Regions from separate parts of the Triticum aestivum genome. Here region 2 is linked to region 1. A link is a contact called in public Hi-C data. All regions are on one chromosome and are shown on one strand. Each heading gives the region's core, a stretch centred on a gene start, on an enhancer-like site or on the middle of the called end of the contact. The rest is flanking DNA. Distances are from core to core; before and after follow the strand shown.

Evidence for each region. A called contact is a pair of places that touch in the nucleus more often than the background predicts.
Region 2: a contact with region 1 is called in a Hi-C map of leaf, with 4 times the contacts expected there. The contact joins the promoter of LOC123189122 here to the promoter of LOC123189121 in region 1. A contact is called at or near these places in 2 of 5 Hi-C or Micro-C datasets (both in leaf).

What each region holds. Positions count from the first base shown.
Region 1 is chr2A:505,275,509-505,282,146 of IWGSC CS RefSeq v2.1, reverse strand. It overlaps LOC123189121 (heparan-alpha-glucosaminide N-acetyltransferase), which reads right to left and starts at 4,001. Exons shown (of 13, transcript XM_044601459.1): 1 at 3,790-4,001; 2 at 3,479-3,672. The coding sequence starts at 3,640.
Region 2 is chr2A:505,548,916-505,556,107 of IWGSC CS RefSeq v2.1, reverse strand. LOC123189122 (chaperone protein ClpD2, chloroplastic) reads right to left here and starts at 3,203. Exons shown (of 12, transcript XM_044601460.1): 1 at 2,132-3,203; 2 at 1,680-1,849; 3 at 1,359-1,588; 4 at 1,146-1,254; 5 at 927-1,057; 6 at 507-608; 7 at 144-425; 8 at 1-51. The coding sequence starts at 2,751.

The DNA of each region.
Region 1 (6,638 bases), core at 2,752-5,251:
CCTAATTAATCCATCTATTCTGCCGTGGCATTGCTTAGCTTTCACTTTCACGTAGTAGAGGTAGAGGTGAATTGGAGTAGACGGAACACAGTGGGGCGGCAACCCAACAATGCGTAGCCGTTGCCTCATTGTTCAGGCAATTGATCATCATAGCAGTAATAAAGTTGCGTATTTTCAGGCACGAATGGGTTGTTTCGTCATTTTCAGACAAGGCATGGCTCACCCTCTGGGCTGGACATAGCTAGCCAATCACTTGGATTTGGAAGGCTGTGTGCATACGTGTGGTACTCTTCAGTCTCCACACAGGGCTGTCATTTTCGGTCCATTGGACAGCCTTGTCTTCCCAGGGAAGAATTGGTTGGGGCGTTGCCATCTCCCACGTTTGGACCGGCTACACAGGATGTGACCTTGGGATCTCATCTAAAGATGTACATTGCTATTCTACCTATATGTGTCGTGCCATCCCGGCTAGCTTGCTCCTTTCCTACCTAGCCACTGTAGCAGCCACTGATCATTCATCATTTCTGGAGCACGACACGACACAACAAGGAAAAGGTCGCACCTATTTTTTTTGACGGGAGGAAAAGGTCGCACCTAATCAAGCTACCGTGTTACTAACTTTCAAGAGTTGGCTTAAACAGAACAGGACCATGAATCGACCACATGACATCAAAAGGTTGCTTGCGTTTTTGCACTTTGAGTTGAGTTGAGGCCTTGAGTGGATCTCAACTGCTGGGTCAGCACGCGCGACCGCGGCGACACCCACAGTTGATCTTGTTTAGCAGTGATATAGTTGTTCACTCCTACTTCTCCCTGATGCGTGTTTGCCTCCTTTTTGTGCTTCTCAGTTCCAGCTTACTGGATCTTCACTTAAGTAGGTCAGCTAGCTAGAGCTAGTTCTCACTACCCAGGGATGACAATTATATGTTATCTTGCCCGTGTGTGGTGATGGTGCCTCCCATTAGCCCCAGGCACCGTCACAGCGCACGGTTGCGCGGCCGCGTTAGTGTGACACCGACGTTTACCCTTGTTTACTCCTGCTTCTCCCTCTCGCGGTCAGGGCAACCGAAGCTGAGAAAACTAATGGTCTCCAGTGACGCGAACCTTCAAAAGGAGGGGAAACCCCACCGCCGCAGGTAGGACAGCCATATCAAGGCTGCACGATCTGCACGCCAGGGACAGCCCCCCGGGCCGGTCCAAGCCAAGCCACACAGCTGCCGCTTGCTCGTGCTCGTGCTCGTACGTACCAACGTCCAATAAACACAGCGAGATTCTCCCACAGTCGCCCGGGCCTGGCGAATCAGCACCCTGGCTTTGTGCCGGTGGAGCGGCGCGTGTCGGCCTCCCGATCGACGCGTCGCGGGCCAAGCAAGCAACGACAGAGAAAAGAAAAGAAAAGAAAACAAGCGGCGAGGGCACGGCGGTGGCCATGTGGAGGCAGCTGCGCCCGTCGCCCCGCCGGCCGGAAGGAACCTCGTCCGACCCGGCCGTGCTGTTGGCTCGTTCACGCGTCCGGCCGGGGTGTCTTGTCTTCTTTTCTACAGCGACGGTGCATCCATCTGTCAGTGCGACCTAGTCACCCGCCAACAACGTCGCACCCACTACGAGCTGCTGCGACCAAGCCGTTGCTTTGGCAGTTGGCGACCCGGCCTTGGCCGGTCGATGGACACCGGACACCGCCACGCCACCGCGTGATGTAAAGCGGGGGTGATCGACGGACTGGACAGATCGCTTGCGGTGCGACGGCGAGAGAGCGCGTCACATGCTAAAGGCGCGGCCCGTCTCATGGGCTTGTCTCGACTCGACGTGAGGCGCCAACAGCCGACGACGCATGCGCCATGCGTCCTCCAGGGTCGGGGAATATTGGCCCGCTACCAGACGTGATCCTCACACCTCCACAGATGCAACAATTTCCACCACCCCCTCTATAAACTAGGCATCTGTACGTACCTAACATTCTTCACCTTTTGTGCCCACGCCGCCAAATCCGATCAAACACCCAACCACACCCTAAAATGTGTTTCCCGTTTCAAAAATGATTCAATTAACTCTTAAAAGTCCACTGAGAAGATTGAGATTCTTTTTAGTCTCAACCGATCTTTAAATTGCGCTATGCTTTTCACTAAAACGGAAGTTGCAAATTTCTGAATTGGTTTAGAAAATCCCAGTTGACCAGAACAACGGCAGACCCTTTCAAAAGCACAAAAAGGTGCATCAACACACTGTAAATATGCATCTCTTGAAAACGAACTGTACTATTCATCTTGTTCTGAATTCTTCCACCCTTGATATTCGACTCCTTCGTCGCCTTTACCAATTCTCTCGCCTGGCCCGTGTGCACTGTGTTGCTCGCTCTCACGAGTTCTACATCTCTACTATTGGAAATTTTATTTCGAGGGATCTACTATTAGAAATTAGCATCGTGTCAGCTGCATCTGTACGTACGCGATATCCTTTTCTAAGTACCAATTATGAGCATACATGCGCTCATCAACTTATCTACACTTAGCTAACATAACATGGAGCGGTGAGCTAGAGTTGACAATTCTTTCCACTTTTATTTCCGTATCCAACAAATTCAGGTACGGAAGCAATACAGCAACACAGGGTATATACTAGTACTACCGCATGAATTCTGCCGTGTGCAGTCTCGGGTCCAACAGCTGGTGAATTTCCGTACGCCTGCAACTAGGGTATTTTCCTACTGCGAGCCGGTGGGCCACCACCGGCTAGCGAGCACCGACGGTTCGAAACCCATTTGGCGGCCCGGCGATCGGATTAACTCTTCATTATCTGACGAGCCAGGCCGGTGGTGTCAGTTGTAAAGAAGCATATCAGGATGCGTCGCATAACTGTCGTTTAATGATCTTTAAAATGGCTATCAAGACGTGTTGTCTTGTCACCATAATGCATGGCCACAATGGCTATCTTTAGAGGTAGAGCAGTGCTAGCAAACATAGGCAGTCGGAGCTGGAGCTTGAAGACGAGCCACCCAGCAGAGCTGAGCTAGGCAATCATACGCCGGTGGCAGCAATGACTATGACTCCGACAACTTGGCATGCCGCCCGTACAGGAGCCTCGCTGGCCAGCAGTAATGCTCCCTGAAGCGAAAATCTTGTACTACTAGTGATCATGTGGTTGGTTCAATCAACTCTGCTTTCTTTTGGTTACTCTAGTTTAAGTGGAGACAAAAAGGGTAAAGGGAAGAAGGCCGGCAATGAGTAGCTAGCATGCTGCATCATGATTCATGGAGCATCTACGTTTGGCTGGCAGTGGCACCAAGGATGATGTGTTTGGTTGCAGGGCTGCTGCGAAATCGATCGCGGCGGAGAAAAATGAAAAGAAGATAAAAGGCCCACGCGGGAAGCAATTCGATTTGGCATCGGATATCAGGAATATCGCAAAGAAGGGCGAGAAAGACGTGATTCCCGTAAAACGAACTGAAAGCGGGGAGGGATTTGTTGTTGGCGGCACGTACCAGCACGGTGATTCCCCGGAAGACGTCGAGCGAGACGAGCCGCTGCTGCCGCGGCGCCGGCGGAGACGCCTTGGCCGGCGGCGCGGGGCCGCAGCGGCCGGCCTCCAGATCCAGCGCGGGGCCCGCGGCGTCCTCGCTCCGGACGAGCTCGTAGACGCCCATTCCGGCCGCGCTCCGCCGGCCGCCGCACGCCCCTGCATTGGCCATGGATGGACGGATCACCTCCACTTTCCCCACGGCGGAACAGGAACAGGAGCGAAGAAAGCAACAAGCGCGTGCGGGGGGGTGCGGCACGGAAGGCGCCCGCTCACCTGACGGCACAACTAACTCGCCTTGGCTCCTCCTCCTCCTCGCGCTCGCGCGTATCTCGTTGGCCTGGCTTCCTTGTATCTCTCTGGCTTCGTTGGTCTGTTATCTATGTTCCCTCCGTCCCTCGGCGAGGAGTCGGATCGTTTTGCTGTTACCTGGGCGCGGCGCGAGATCGGTGGGGGGTGGACGGGCGGAGCGCATCTATATATGCACGGACCGGCGTTACTCTCCGTTACGTGATATAGGAGATCGTCGTTTTGGCGTGGCCGTACCGATCCTCGCCGATGGCCGTTTCGGTCACGTGCCGGCCCGGGCTCTCTCTCGGGCCGGGCCGGGGATTGATTGGCGCGTGTGCGTGTCTGGTCGCAGCCACACACGGCTTTTCGGTTTGGGTGGAAGTGGTGTGGCCGTTAAAGGATAGGAGATGCTTTCGTATCGGACTGGAGTACAGCGCTGCTGCCATGGGGATGGTGTCTGTGGATGAGACGAGACGGCTTTGCTTTGGACTCTTATTATTGAGGAAGGGCTTTGCTTTGGTGGATCGAAATCAAGCTTTTTTTTTTGCTGCAAGATGGATTCCTTTTCTTGTTTCTTTTTTGAGGACGGAGTTCGTTAGTGCAGGTGGTGCTAATAGTAACGTCCCGCGTCGGGAGAAGCGTTGGATCGGGAAGTTCGGAACGGAATAATAGGTGGAGAGATTCGCCGATGCTTTTGGCCTTTTGCCCGCTCGTTATTGGCGTTGCTTTGAGGCTCGTCCAATCGGGAGAGAGCTCCTAGTCCTAGTTGACGCTATGTGCGTCAGGAGTGCCTTCGCTGAATGCTACACAAATGGGCCGGCCCAATTTTCCAAGGAAGCTGCTTTTTTTTGTGGGAAGCTATTTCTTTATATTAAAAGTATGAACATTTTTTTTCAGAAAATGTGACCATTTTCTGAAATGCCGAACAAATTTTGGATTCCGAACATTTTGAATTGTGAACAAAATTTAAAAAACATGAAAAAAATCTTTCTAAAATGTGAATGTTTTTGAAATTCTGAACAAAATTCGAAATCTGAACAATTTTTTGAATTATGAATTTTTTATTGAAAAGTGAACAAAATTTGAAAAACATGACAATGTTTTTAAACATGAACAAATTTTCCCAACAATGTGACTATTTTTTGAAATTGCGATTTTTTTGAGAAGGAGATGTTAACAATTTATGAAATCATGAACAAAACAAGGGATTTGGAACACTTTTTGATTTTTCTTTTGTAATTTCGAACATATTTTGAAAATTTTAAATTTGTGTAATTAGATAAAAAAGGAAGAAAAAAACAAACACAGAAAAAACAGCCAGCCAAGGAAGGACACTTGGGCTGGCCCCTTCATACCTGCCCTTCAGAGAAGGCTTGACCCTTCGTCGCCCGTGTGCGGCAAATAGGATGTGCCCTATCAGGAGGGGCTTTGTCCCGCTCCCTCGCCTCAAGCGACGAGTGAAGCGTCTCAAACGTATCTTTAATTTTTTATTGTTTCATGGTATTATATTATCATTTCTACACATTTTTACTTTACTTTATACTATTTTTCTGAACTAACTTATTAATTTAGTGCCTAGTGTCAGTTCCTATATTTTGCATGTTTTGGGTTTCGTAGAAAAACCATATCTAGGAAGGTCCAAACACAATGAATTTTTACGTTGATTTTTATATGGAAAATAAGAGACGCTAGAAGCTTCGGTAGAAGACAAGAAGAGGCTCACAGGGCCCACAAGCAGTATGTTACCTCGTGGTCGTTGAGGTTGCTCATATAGTGGGAGTAACATACTAATGAAATAATTGACCGTTAAAATTACCAGACTAACCAATGGTTTTCTAACACTTCAAGAGAGAAATATGGAAGCTCATGTCTCTGACAAAAATAGTGCAGCAATATGAACCCTCAATGATCTTTAAAATTGAAGATCATCAATGCAACATAGAGAGATCAAAGCCTGTGACAAAAACAATTGAAGCAGAGAATTTTACCTTTGATTTTGTGCAGTTTGTATTACCCTTGATGAGAAACACTCCATGAAATCCATTGAGGTGCCTTCAGGCGGCAGTGGCAAAGCTGCTCCAGCTCGTACTCCATGTGTCCCTCCCAGCACGACACCGGCGGTAGCGACAACAACATCATGGTTTGCAAAGACGAAGGACGGCTGATGGACAAGCTAGAGGATGAGTGCACCATTGATTTCAGTTATGGATTAGGAAGAATCGAGGTGGGAGCTAGGGTTCATTGCCTTGAGGTGTGCGAGATGGGAATTAGAGCTAGGGTTCATCGCACAAATGAATCATTCTCCCGATCACGTCAAATTAACACATCAGTTGCCTAGTTAGCGTAATTAGAGTCAAAACCGCCCCGAATCTAACCTAAACCACTGAAGGGCCACATTTATACCAGTTTTGTAAAATTTAGGGGGGGGGGGGGTGGGAGGAATTTAGGGGGAAAACTATGCTTTCCTCTACCTGAAATCGAGAAACCGCGTCCTTCTGGTTGGCCTCATTTGACTATTTTAACGCAAACAACGAGTTTAAGCAACACACCAACTAAAGTATTACCACACCAAGGGAACATGAGATATATTTTCACTATAATATAGCAAACCAACAAGCGTGGGACCACTATGGAACGCCTGGACAGAGGCTTTTTCAACCTAGCGTGGGAAGACCGCTTCCCTAATTCAACACTCCCCTCCCTAACTCATTTATCTTTCGACCACATCCCGCTCATAATCAACATCTCTTCGCATATCCCTCGTTCCCGCCCCTTTAGTTTTGAATCTTTCTGGGCCCTTCACTCAGCTTGCAAGCGTATTGTTTCAGAGGCCT
Region 2 (7,192 bases), core at 1,954-4,453, 270 kb before region 1:
ATTCTCTTGGTCATTTTCATTTAGAGAATATTTCAACCTGTTAGTCAGTGCCTGAAACATGTTGCGAAATGAATTGAACATCTACCAGCAGATGGACATGCAAAAATGTTACTTGGAACAGCTCTATTTAAATATTCTATTACCACTTCATGCATGGCCTGGACAGCTCTAATCTCTTGCCAATATTCATCAGGTGACTTCAAAATAATAGAGCACTGCTCTTCCTTCTTCTTTTTAAATGATTCCATCCGAGCTCTGCTACCGGCCTCATCAATTAGGTCAATAGCCTTGTCAGGAAGATGCCTGTCAGGGATATACCTCACTGACAAATAAACTGCCGCATTGATGCCTTCTAGGGTGTATTTGCATTTGTGATAAGTCTCATATTTTTCACGCAGACCAAGTAATATCTTCACAGCATCCTCCTGCAGAGAGCACAAGAGAAATTAAAAGAAGCTGATAATGAAGAGTCCCAAGAGGTTTTGAGAATTAAAATTCTGCACTACCTGACTGGGCTCATTTACATATACTGGCTGGAATCGGCGGGCCAAAGCCTTATCCTTTTCGAAATGCAAACGGTGCTCATCCAGAGTTGTAGATGCAATGCACTGTGAGTTCAGACAAGTATCAACACATGCAAAAGAAAAATAAGAAAATATGATATGTTGCAGTATGTCGCAGACGAGATATAATATACTACTCCCTCCATCCCAAAATAAGTGACTCAACTTTGTAGTAAAGTACTTAGTAGCATAGAAACGGTCCATGTGGACTGCTGATTAACACAAATACTTCACAGGTATTTATGAAGGGACGCCACTCAAGTGACAAACTACACAGTACAACATCAGGAATATGTGCAGCAGTAAAAATCAGTACAACATCAGGAATAGCCATAGAAGGAGTTCCTTGTGTGGAAACAATACCTGCAATTCACCTCTAGCAAGTGCAGGTTTCAGCAGATTAGCGATATCAAGACCAGCTCCTTTATTTCCTCTTCCAGCAATTCCAGACCCAATAAGAGTATGAACCTCGTCGATAAAGAGAATAACATCATCTACATGAAATTTGGAGCTATTTGTAAGATAAAAAAAACGGAAAGAAATGTTTAAGTGTTCCATTTATACTGTACAAATCAGATAAACCTGCTTTGCGCACTTCACGTATTAAACTTGTAACCCTGGCTTCCAATTCGCCCCTCTCTTTTGCACCAGCCATCAGTAAAGCAACATCTAGTGACAATATACGTTTTCCCTACATAAACAATGTGAATTAGTCGTAAGTATTAACTACTGTTTACGAGCAACTTTTTGACATCAAGCGTGGCTGTTTATCTATAATTGGTTGCGGAAACTCACCACAAGAAAAATAGGTACATCTCCATTAGCAATTTTAAGAGCCAACCCTTCAGCAATGGCAGTTTTGCCAACACCTGCTTCACCCAAAAGAATTGGATTGTTCTTTGTGCGCCGGCATATAATCTGAACTACTCTTTCAATCTCCTTCGTGCGGCCAATAACGGGATCGATAAACCCCCCACTGGCTCGCATAGTCAAATCTATACAAAATTGAGCTAGTGCGCTCTTCTCTGAAATGACAAGTAAATAAGCTCATTCTTTCCACACTCAGTGTCATAATTATTTTAGCACAAACACCTGCACAGCAGCTTAATCCCTGACCTTTCTTTTTATTGGAGTATTTGGCAATTGCAGTCCTCCCATTTCCAGCAGCAGACTTATCACGCAATTTGAAAGAAGACAAACCCAGAGGCTCTCTGCCATCCTTCGCTAGCTCCCCTTTGACTCGGGTAAGAGCCTGCTTTGCTAGCTGAGTTGGAACTACTCCTAAGCTACAATGAACATCATTAATTAGCTAGTAATAACTATAAATGCGAAAAGGACAACATTTTATTTAATTTTCAGTTAACTGGGTTCCCATTTCTTTGGGGAGTTCACATAAATTCATTTGCATTTCCCGTTTTGACAATTCAAAAAAATCAAATGTTGCTTATTGTTTAGACGATCAAGAGATAGTTTGACGCATTATTCAGCTGGTCACATTTTTGCCTGACATGAAACCACAAATTGCAAGCTCTTTGGGAGAAATGGAGCAGGGTGACATCAGCACCAACCTCTTGAGGATGCTGTTGGTTGTCGGATCGTCCAGGTCGAAGAGGCCGAGCGCAATGTGGTCCGGGGAGATAAAGTTGCACCCCATATTCCTGGAGAACTCGACGGCCGCGACGAACACGCGCTTGCTGGCCCCTGAGAAGGGCACGTCCGTGGCCAGCCCCGTCGCGGCCTGAGCGAGCCCGCCCTTCCCGACGGCGGCACGGCACGCCTCGCGGGCGCGCTCGATTCGGACGCCCGACGCGAGGAACCCCGCGGCGGACCGGTCCTCGGCGACGAGGCCCAGCAGCAGGTGGTGCGGCGCCACCACCTCGTCCCCCATCCCGCGGGTTTCCCGCTGCGAGAGCACCACCGCCTTGACCGCCCGCTCGGTGAACCGCTCGAACACCGCCCTGACGACGAGGCCCGCGGCCCCGCGCCGCTGCTGCCCCCGCCGAGGCGGCGCCGCCAGCAGAGCGGCGGAGGAGGCGCGGAGCGGGGGCGCAAGCGCGAGCGCCACCGCCCTCCCGCCCGACGCCGCGGCCGCAACCGCCGCCGGGGAGAAGCGGCGGCGGAGGCCGGCGCCCGTGGCGAGGATGGAGGCGGGCGGGGCCGACGACGAGGAGCAGCAGCACGCCTCCATCGTCGTCGGTTGTTCGGTGTGTGATTGGATGCTTCCTCCTCCTCCGCCTCTGGGATTAAACTATGGGCTCGTACCCGCTGTAAGGTGCGACCTTAAAGTCGCACGAGACGGAATAGAGTAGCTGCAGCGGTTAGCTGTGTCTGCGTGCCACCGCTGCTCGGGAATCGAGTGATTGCATGGGGAGGAAGTGACCCGCGGGCGGCACGCAAGGAAGGAGGGGAGGGTGGGGAGACCGGCGGGCGCGGCGGCGCCGTGGCGGACGGAGATGCGGTGCGGTGCGGTGGAGGAGGAAGGAAAGGAATCTGCTTGTGTCGGGAGGCGAGGAATGGTGTTCCACCGCGCGGCGCGGGGGTTGGTGTTCTTCGGTGGCGCGCGCGTGACGCGGGTTTATCCGATCGGGATGGCCGGTCAGGGATGGAGGATGGGCGCCGGTGGCCAATGTGTGCGGCTTTGGGCAGAAGTTTGCGTCGCGCGCCGGTTGCCCAAATGTGCCGTTCCGGGCATCGTGTTCCGCACTGTACACAACAGAGTGGCAGGTTCGCAACGTGATTCATGCGTGGGGCACTCCTTCCGGGATCCGGTTTGCCTGCTACCTCTTCATGTTCTCATCCGGGCTTCCACTTCATCCTACGGTTGTTTTTTTTCTTTTCTTTTTTTCTAATTTAATCATCTCCTCCCTGATTTTAAGAGGATAGGACTGGACCTTATTTTATTCCAATCAAATCAAGCCACGTACGCAGGAGCACGGATGGACACACGTCGAGGGAGCAAACAACTGAGGCAAGTCTCGTCCTCCCTCCGTCCCGTCCCGGGGAAATGCATGGATGGAGTAACCGGGAGTGAAAGTGACGTGCATCTGAGCTAGCCAGCTAGGCATACATGGATTCTCTACCAGATTGTTATGTTCGTTGTGAGATTTGGCAATTTCGATGGTTAGGTTATGGGTGCCAACTGAGCCTGTCTAAGAGCATGTCTAGTAGAGGATCCCTCAAACCCTTAAATCTAGTTTTAGTTTTAAGGGTTGAGAATTAGTTATTTTTGACACTTTTAAGAGTTGAAAAATATGGGCAAAGACTAGAACCCTCAAATCCAATCCTTATTACGGAATAAGGGTTGGATTTGAGGGTTCTAGTCTTTGCCCCAACCCCAACCCTTAAAACTGTCATTTGACATATCACAATTTTCACTAGAAAAACACAATCAACCTTCAAACAAACACATAAATGAAGATCATTGATGCATGGTTTAATAATTTACATCACACAATCATCATCTTCCCCCTCTCAAGTCGGCAATTGCCTCCTACAGACCCACCAATAGCATAGCAAACATATATGTACTCACATAACAATAGCATAAAAAATAAAAATAAATGTGAAAAACATATATGTACTCACATAGCCACTCTCCATGGTTCCATTAGGCGGTGCATCCTTCACTTGGTCCATTGCCGCACTCCAACGAGCACAATGGGGCTTCATCAACTCCCACCGGCCTTGAAGCGACCGGTAACTACGAGGGATGTACCCATCGGTCTTCGGCTTGATCTTGCAATAGAAGTCCTCTATGCGTTGCCAATAGCGTTTACCGGTTTGATCGGTACCGGTGCTTGCATCCAACCCCACATGTGCCCAAGCACGAACCAAGAGAATATCTTCGTCCTCGCTATAGTTTGTCGAGCGCACGGTGGGTTTTGCAACGGCGGCGAACATATCCTCCTCTATCTCGGTCACCTCCTCCTCATCTTCCCCTTCCTCCTCCTCGTCACCCTCTTCCTGCAAGTCATCACCAAACCCAAAGGGTTCGAGAGAAGGAGCCCCGATGTCCACCTCCACTTCTTCGAGAAGCCCCATGAACGACATTGGTGGGGCAGGCATTCCGTCGAGCACCTCGTGCACGACGGGCAGAGGTGCGGGGACCGGGGCGGACGGGGCGACCGGGGCGGGCGTCGGCTTCTTCCTGGAGGTGGCCTTCTTCACCTTCGGCGCCGCTGCCCCCTTCGACCCAAGGGAGGGCTTCTTACTCACCTTCGGCGCCGCTGCGGCGAGGCAACGAAGGCGACGGCAGGGCGGGCTGGGGGAGGACGACGTGCTGGCCAGCACGCCGCCTCTTCACGCTGACGGCCACAACCGACGGCACCTCCGGCGCGGGCGGAGGGAGCGAGGACGGGGCCGGCGCAAGCATCACCGAGGCCGAGGCCGGGGGCGGGGCGACGGGCGGAGGGAGGGAGGACGCGGGCGGGCCGACCGGGGCGACGTAGGAGTCCGGCGGCGCCTCCATGGCTCACCGCGGGGGCGACGGGATCGACGAGGCGTCCGACGGGAGGGAGCGCGAGGGGAAATTTCCCTCCCGCGGAACGACCGGTGGAGTGCGGGTTGGAGGTGGGTTTCCCTCTCCCATCCTCACTTTTACATATTGGTAGGGCAACCCGAGATCCAATCCGTAATTCTTTTTAAGGGTTTAGGGGTTCTATTATTTGCCGTTTTTCGTCAACCCGTAAAACACGGTTATTTCTGTTTATTTGAGGGTTTAAGGGCTGTACTAGACATGCTCTAAGATGGTTAGGGCAGCTTTAACCTGTCGGCGCATTTTATCCGCGCGCGCCCATGGATTAAAACGGATAGAAACCATGGTCCAACCCGCCGATGCAAATGGATATACGTCTATTTCTCATCCACGCGCGACCCATTTTCGGCCCAAATTAGGGTCGGGTTTACGTCGATGCGGACACTGCATGGACGCACGCGGTGTCCACACTTGTCATCTCCCTGGCTCGCCCGTCTGGTGGCACATCCACTCATTCTCCTCTCCCACTCCACACCCTACACCTCTGGCCATGCCGCCTTCCACTTAGGGCCGCAGGGCCGCTGCCCAGGCCACTGCCCGTATCCACACACTTGCCTCACCTCGACACTGCTTCGGATGCCCGCTCTTGCCGGTGTTGGTGGTCTCGTTTTGCCTCCGTCGTAGCAGCTCCACTGCGCCGCCACCACATCGACATCCCTGTCGCCTGCCTAACTCCAAGACTGCAGGCTCGCTCCACAGCAGCCTCCACTTTGATAGGCATGTTGCCTGTGTGGGGAAGAGGTGTTGGGATCTTCACCGCCCGGCTTCTCCACTACACCCGCAAGGTGTTCGACACTTCGCCCGCAAGGTACCATGGATAGTGGGGATGAGTTATTTTCAAACAACTTCATGTGTCCATCAATGACCACATTGCTAGGCAGCGGCGGAGGTTTAGGGGATCAACCACGGGCCATGCTCTGACGTTGAATCACAACAGAGAGATTGGTCATTGCCTACTATTCGCCGATTACTTTCAATGCACGTCCCCACTCTACAAATCCAAGCTATTCCGGCACCGCTTCCAGATGGCTAGACATGTGTTCAACCGTATTTGAGAGGGAGTGATGACGTATGTGAAGGAAATATGCACTAGAGGCAATAATAAAGTTGTTATTTTATATTTCCTTATTCATGATAAATATTTATTATTCATGCTAGAATTGTATTGATCAGAAACCTAAATACATGTGTGAATACATAGACAAACATTGTGTCCCTAGTGAGCATCTACTTGACTAGCTCATCAAAGATGGTTAAGGTTTCCTAACCATGGACATGAGTTGTCATTTGATAATGGGATCACATCATTAGGAGAATAATGTGATGGACAAGACCCATCCACTAGCTTAGCATATTGATCGTCCAGTTTTATTGCTATTACTTTCTTCATGCCAAATACATATTCCTTCGATTATGAGATTATGCAACTCCCGGATACTGGAGGAATGCCTTGCATGCTATCAAACATCACAATGTAACTGGGTGATTATAAAGATGCTCTACAGGTATCTTCGAAGTTGTTTGTTGGGTTGGCATAGATCGAGATTAGGATTTGTCACCCCGAGTATCGGAGGGGTAACTCTTGGCCCTCTCGATAATACACATCATAAGAAGCCTTGCAAGCAAAGTGACTAATGAGTTAGTTACATGATGATGTCTTACGGAACGAGTAAAGAGACTTGTTGGTAACGATATTGAACTAGGTATGAAGATACCGACGATCGAATCTCGGGCAAGTAACATACCGACGGACAAAGGGAATTGTGTATGTTGTCATAATGGTTCGACCGATAAAGATCTTCATAGAATATGTAGGAGTCAATATGAGCATCTAGGTACCGCTATTGGTTATTAACCGAAGAGGTGTCTCGGTCATGTCTACATAGTTCTCGAACCCGTAGGGTCTGTACGCTTAACGTTCAATGATGATATAGTATTATATGAGTTATGTGATTTGGTGACCGAATGTTATTCGGAGTCCCGGATGAGATCACAGACATGACGAGGAGTCTCGAAATGGTCGAGAGGTAAATATTGATATATAGGACGATGGTATTCATGAAGGAAATATGCCCTAGAGGCAATAATAAAGTTA